Regions from separate parts of the Oryza sativa genome. Here region 1 is linked to region 2. Evidence: chromatin contacts called from public HiCAR-type data. All regions are on one chromosome and are shown on one strand. The core of a region is the stretch at or near the end of the contact, and the rest is flanking DNA. Distances in the headings are between cores, read along the strand shown.

Region 1 (3,540 bases), core at 342-2,841, 180 kb before region 2:
TGTAATTTTATATTATTTATGTCCAACGTTTGACCGTTTGTTTTATTTGAAATTTTTTTATGATTAGTATTTTTATTGTTATTAGTAGATGATAAAACATGAAAAAAAATATTTTATGTGTCACTATTTTTTTTATTTTTTTATAAACTTTTCAAATAAGACGGACGGTCAAATGTTATTATTTTGGGATGGAGGTAGTAACTCTCTTATATCATGTCTTATGTCTTATCTGTAGCATCCGAGTTAAATCTTTGCATATTTCGCATGTATTCTCTTCATATTAACTCAAGTGATACATCAACTATCCGTGGAGAAGATAGGGAGGGGGTGAGCAGGGGTCTCGATCGCCTCCCCTAAGCCCCTAAAACTACACTACATTTGTTGTAGTTTTTGTAAGATTTAAAAAGATAAGTATCGTGGATCCTCTCCATCAAATAAAGTTTGTGTTTTTTGTTTCGCCACTATCAACAATTTATCTACGTGACACAATTAGAAGTGTAAGTGACAAACCCGCGAAACTCACTTATCGACTAAAATAAACCACGAGTCCGTTTATCTTGACCTATAAATAGATTCACGGCTGACCCACTTACACCCTTAGACACAACAGTAAAGTCGTTGAACTCTATCCTAGTTGAAGTCACATGATAGGCCTATGATGCCCCATATTTCAGCCTTATCCATATCATCAAAATCCTACACATCAATCTGGTAGAAAGTATTGGTTCCTCGAGAAAAAGACAACTGCTCAAAAAAAATGATACTGTCACTGTTTGGTATTTGATAAATTCTGACTATAAGTTCTTAATCTTTTATTAATAACTCTTGAAATGATATAATTATACAACATTAGACGTATAAAAGAAACTCAAACTACCGCTATATATAGAGAGATATTCACTCTAATTTAATACTCCCTCCATCCATTTCAGGTTATAAGACATTTTTTACTTTTGTCAAAGTCAAACTATTTCAAGTTTGACTAAGTTTATAGACAAATATAGTAATATTTATAATATTAAGTTACTTTCATCAAATCAATAATTGAATATATTTTCATAATAAATTTATCTTGAGTTGAAAATGTTGCTACTTTTTTTCTATAAACTTGGTCAAACTTAAAGCAGTTTGACTTTGACCAAAGTCAAAACGTCTTATAACCTGGAACGGAGGGAGTATTAAATTTTAGCCATCATATTTATTCTCACTAATTAAAACGTTGCCAGCAAAACTATCAGCTTATTGAAACAAAGGACACAGAAAAGACGCCGCTGATGTGGTGCTGGAAACGTGGGTGCATGCCACCAAGATTTAAAAACTAAATTTCACGAATATTACATCATTTTTTTCATCTCTTTTAACATGTGTTAGAAAATACATTTGTAAGTATGTAAGTTTGGTGTTACACGTACAGTGGTGGTATAACAACGAAAAAAAAAACACCTCTTAACACCTTTTGTTTGATCCAAAGCGTGATAGGCGATAGCCGCCTCCACACAAACAATCACGAGGAGCAGAGCAGGCAGCCGATTCGACACCTAACCCCCAATTCCAATCCCGTATTTAATCCCTCCAATTCCCAAATCATCCAAGCCCGATTCCACCCAAACCCTCCTCTCCTCGCCCGCCATGAACTCGCTCCAATCCTTCCTCGCCCTCAACCCGCCCGCCACCGCCGCCGCCCTTGGCGGCCTCGGCCTCGGCGGCGCGCGCCTCCGTCCGTCGCGCGTCACCGCGTGCCTCGCCACGCCCACGCCCACGCCGCCGCCCCCGACCTCCGCGCCCCTCGCCCCCGCCGCGGCCGCGCGCCGCGAGCTGTCCGCCGCGAGCCGCGCCGTGGTGGAGGACGAGGCGAGGTACATCGTCGGGACGTACAACCGCTCCCGCGTCGTCCTCGTCGCCGGCCGCGGCTGCAAGCTGTACGACGCCGACGGGCGCGAGTACCTCGACATGGCCGCCGGCATCGCCGTCAACGCGCTCGGCCACGCCGACCCCGACTGGGTCGCCGCCGTCTCCGCCCAGGCCGCCACCCTCGTCCACGCCAGCAACGTCCAGTACACCGTCCCCCAGGCCAGTCTCGAACGCGTCACGCCCACCGCTCACCACGTGTTCGACGCATTGCCCAACCCTCTCGTCACGCCAAGCTCACCGTGATCATTTCTTTTTCCGCGTGCATGTGGCGCTCGCCAAGCGCCTCGTGGAGGCCTCCTTCGCGGACCGCGTCTTCTTCGCCAACACCGGCACGGAGGCCAACGAGGCCGCCATCAAGTTCGCCAGGAAGTACCAGAGGGTGGCGCGCCCCGACGGGGACGCGCCCACCGAGTTCATGTCGTTCACCAACTGCTTCCATGGCAGGACAATGGGGTCGCTCGCGCTCACCAGCAAGGTGCAGTACCGGGAGCCGTTCGCGCCGGTGATGCCCGGCGCGACGTTCGCCGAGTACGGGAACCTAGAGGAGGCCAAGAAGGTGATTCAGTCCGGCAAAATTGCTGCCGTGTTCGTCGAGCCCATGCAGGGCGAGGGTGGGATCCATAGTGCCACCAAGGAGTTCTTGCAGGGGCTGCGGGATGCTTGCGATGAGGCTGGAGCTCTCTTGGTTTTTGATGAGGTATGAAACATATTTCTTCTATTACTCCTTATGTTTAGTATGTTGTGGGTTGGTGTTGATTGAGTAATCAATGCTAATCTCACAAGTTGAATCCAAATATATATAAAACTATTGGTAACCACTACACAATTTGTATTAAAACAGAGGGAATTGTACAAAGTAAAAGTTGTTTACATGCATTTAGTTTAGACCAGAGATCACACTCCATAGGAACCTTCATTTTCATACTTATTCAAATCAGTGCAAATGTCCAAAGCTGCCGATCATCAATGAACAGTTCTGAAATTCTATGTCTCTGTTGCATTCAGAAAGGGGGCGCTGATCTAATCTAACACTCCTGTTACATGGTTACTAAACACAGGTGCAATGTGGTCTGGGACGCACTGGTTACCTCTGGGCGTATGAAGCCTATGGAGTAGTACCTGACATTATGACCTTGGCAAAGCCATTGGCGGGTGGTCTCCCCATCGGTGTAGTCTTGGTCACCGAGAAGGTTGCTTCAGCGATAAACTACGGCGACCATGGTACCACATTCGGGGGAGGCCCTCTTGTTTGCCAGGCTGCATTGACCACATTGGACAAGATCCAGAAACCTGGCTTCCTAGCAGAGGTGGCCAAGAAAGGAGAGAACTTCAAGCAGCTTCTCAGTACCAAGCTGAGTGGAAACGCCCATGTGAAAGAGATCCGGGGGATCGGTCTCATCGTCGGCATCGAGCTCGATGTTCCAGCGGGTCCTTTGGTCGATGCATGCTTGGACCGCGGTGTCATAGTGCTGACAGCCGGGAAAGGCAATGTTGTGAGGCAATGTTGCTGATTTTTTACAGAGTGAAATATATCTCATCTTCCTGCTTGCTCCTTCATCATTTTGTGCTGGTACAAGAGTACTTGTAGCGTGTTCGGATCCTCTTAGTGTCCAGCGATCACACATATAT
Region 2 (3,356 bases), core at 433-2,932:
TCTGGAAACATACAGCATGTTCACATATATAAGAAACCAGGTTGGAAATGTCTTCTAACATTAAAAAGAAAATCTAACTTTCCAGTTTCATACTAAAGATAGAATTGTTCATGAGGGAAACTATTCCCAAGTGCAACAATGCAACTTTTGTTGATCATTTGGTCTTCATATTGGCAAGCATAGCAGAATGGCAATAAGTAACATGTCCAACATAGAGCATACTCTCAAACTGGTAGAGCAGATGAGCTAGGATGTTAATAAAAGAAAAAAAATCTAGAATAAAAGTAAATTAGGCACCCTCCAGAACAATCTGATGCAGTAGGCACGCCAAATAATTATGCGCCATATATTTTTAAAATGTCTGACTTGAAATTCAATCAGTGTAAGAAAAACAACTAAGATATGATGGATTCAAAGCAACTGAGGCATCAGCAACATATTCCCATTCAGCCAAGTGTGTCGTATCTAAAAGAAAATGAAAAAACACAAGGTACCATATGTTTATTATAAATCATTTCCAATGTCCACATATCCTCCTCATTCAGAAGCATGCCAACTTACAAATCAATAAATCATAGAATTGTTAGTAATTTTGTTCATCAGGAATGAGCTGGTCAACCTCTCTTAATTCTATAACAAGCAAAAAAAAAAAGAAAAAGCTCACAATAGACTACAAACGCATGCCTTAACTTGGTGTTAAGATGTTTCATTGTCCCTAGTGTAATCCAAATGTGGATATCCGATTCCTATCACGAAGTTTCCGAATTCACAAAGTCATGCATGCATGATCAAACATGGATCCCTAAAACGGGCAAAGGTGTGAGGCAAGCACAATCATCTCTACCAGGCTATCCTACACCACACAAAGTCAAACTAAGGTTGCATTTACTAGTATCTCAGAATTCAGATGCGAAGCAAAGAAATCCTCACGTTGCCGGAGGAGGTGTGGACGGTGCCGGAGGACTGCTCGACGGACTGCAGGAACCTGAGCACCTTCTTCCAGCTGCCGCCGCACCGCTCCAGGAGCTCCCCGCGCGCGGCGGGGCCCATGGCCGCGAACGCCGCCCGCGCGGCGCAGAGCCTGGAGGCGGCGTGCTCGGCGAGCGGGCGGAGCGCGCGGCACGTGGCCTCGAGCCGCGCGAGGTCCCCGGCGGCGAGGCGGCCGGAGGTCAGGACCTCCCCGATGAGGTGGCCGGGGAGCTCCTCCATCGAGAAAGCCCGCGGCGCCTTCTCCCCCGTCGCCATGGATCCACCCCTCCCGCCGCGATCCCCGCCTCCGCCCGACGAAATCTTGGCGGCCTTGCCCCTGGATCGATCGGAATCATCCAAGGACGACGCCGACCCCGACGCCGCCGTACGGATCGAAATGGCGACGAACTCCGCGGCGAGCTCCCCCCCTCCCCTCCGGCGGATCAAATCGAATCGAATCCAATCGAATCGAATCAATCGCTCACCAAATCCCGCCAAGAAACACTAATCCAGCAGCAGAGCAGAGCGAGGAATTGGGGGAGTAAATCCGGGGTGCGATTTGAGGGCGGGGGAAGCGGAGAAGAATCCCTCCAAATCCGAAAATCCGCGAGGATTTATACGCTCTCGCGCAAGCGCATCAACGCACGAACACGAGCACGAACCGAAAGGAGGACGAAAAATAAAAATAAAAAATAAAAAAGAAGAGGAGGAGCAGGAGAAATTTTCTTCACGCAAGTAAAGACTAAAGAGGGGCTCCGGAAATAAAAAAAAATGCTTGGATCCAGAGGCTCCTCCACTAGTAGCTGGCGCCGTCACCCACTGACCAGTGGGCCCAGCGGCAGGTGGCCTCACCTGTCAGAAGTCACACTCACCCGGTGGTGGCACGTGGCCTCGCGGTGACTGACGAGGTGGGGACAGTGGAGGGTGGGGCCGGGGGGTCAGTGGGGTTGGAGGGTGCGCGCGGGGGAAAGAAGGTTCGAGATCCCGGGGGGAGGAGGAGAGGAAGAGGACGTGGCGGGCACTATCGCCTACAGGGGTGACGTGTCAAGCCGGGATTGGGCGCGAGTTGGCGATGGGGACCCGGCACGGTGGCACGGCCAGGCGATCGGTTTCCTCGGCAACTCGGCGCCACGGCTGGACAAGGCGCAGGCAGCGACAGGCGAGGGGCAATGCAAATGGCATGGTGGGGTTGCAAATTGCAATTTTGCATTATTAGCGGAGCAAAAGCACCAACGGCTCGTTGATTTTGTTCGCTCCCATCTAATCACATTATTTTTTCGTCCCCAGCCCGGGTGGTGTTCGGTCACAGGAGTTTTTGTCCAATCCCTTGTCAACATAGTGTGGTTACAGCTCGAGACTTTTATTGTGCTGTGATTCTTTCTTTTCTTATTACATTATTTCCGTTACACGGCGGACACACCATTATACGTGAAACATGATACACACCACTGCGCATGCAACACCACGCTCACACTTCCACGAGTGCGTCTCTTCACACACGCTCAGAGAGATAAAAACTGGCTGTATATTTATGATCACACTAAATCCTATTGATATTTACTTACGTACGCGTAATATTTATGGGTAGCAAGATTTGAACCCTAATGGGTAAAGTCATGCACTCACTAATGACTCTATCACCACCCCGTGCTTTCCTTACTGTGTAGTGATTCTCGTGGCATCATGTCTCGATGTTTTTATGTTTATACTTGGAGCACATCCTTTAGTGACATAACCTTTTATTGCACACTCCACCGAAAACCAACTATCACATGTTCATTCTTTTCAAACACTAGCGAAGTGACAATTCTTTCGTGATAGGTGATACCCCTCGAGAATCATACCATGGTCCATTCTTGATGCTACCACCAATAAATTATGAGAGAATTTCTTTTATGTCCAAGTCTTCGCTGCTCATAATATTTCTATCACCATTATACTTACAAGAGTGAGGAAGAGATGCGGGCGACGGCGGCACGAGAGGAAGACAAAGGCGGAGGCGAAGGCGGCGATGCGAGGCAGAGGTGACGGCGTGAGAAGAAAGCGGATACGACAGCGGCGGCGAGAGAGGTAAAGGGCGAGATGACATGGAAGAGGGGATGCGGGCGGCGGTGGCGCGAGGGGAAGACGAAGGCGGACGCGGAGGCGGAGACGGCGGCGCGAAACGATACTGACGGCACCAGACAGAGGTGGCGGCACGAGAGGAAAGCAAAGGCGGCGGCGGCAAGAGAGGGAGAGAGCAAGAGACAACGGCTAGGGTTTTGGATCTGTGAGAGCCACTTTGCGAAAAAAAAACCTTCAGTTTTGACAATTTTAAGCACAGCCCTTATTCACTTTTTTCTCTTCTTCGTGACGAATATCTGGTTTATGTAAGGGCTTAAACGTAA

Evidence for each region. HiCAR-type assays count read pairs that join an accessible place to other places.
Region 1: a HiCAR-type map of leaf shows a contact between it and region 2, with 2.5 times the contacts expected there. The contact joins the promoter of LOC4343164 here to the promoter of LOC4343161 in region 2. A contact is called at or near these places in 1 of 15 Hi-C or Micro-C datasets (leaf mesophyll) and 1 of 4 datasets of contacts at active chromatin or transcription factors (leaf).

Annotation. Positions count from the first base shown.
Region 1 is chr7:16,373,887-16,377,426 of ASM3414082v1, reverse strand. It overlaps LOC4343164 (acetylornithine aminotransferase, mitochondrial), which reads left to right and starts at 1,591. Exons shown (of 3, transcript XM_015792513.3): 1 at 1,591-2,085; 2 at 2,192-2,608; 3 at 2,970-3,540. The coding sequence starts at 1,630. The coding sequence ends at 3,422.
Region 2 is chr7:16,192,496-16,195,851 of ASM3414082v1, reverse strand. LOC4343161 (ultraviolet-B receptor UVR8) reads right to left here and starts at 1,682. Exons shown (of 6, transcript XM_015792121.3): 1 at 931-1,682; 2 at 1. The coding sequence starts at 1,245.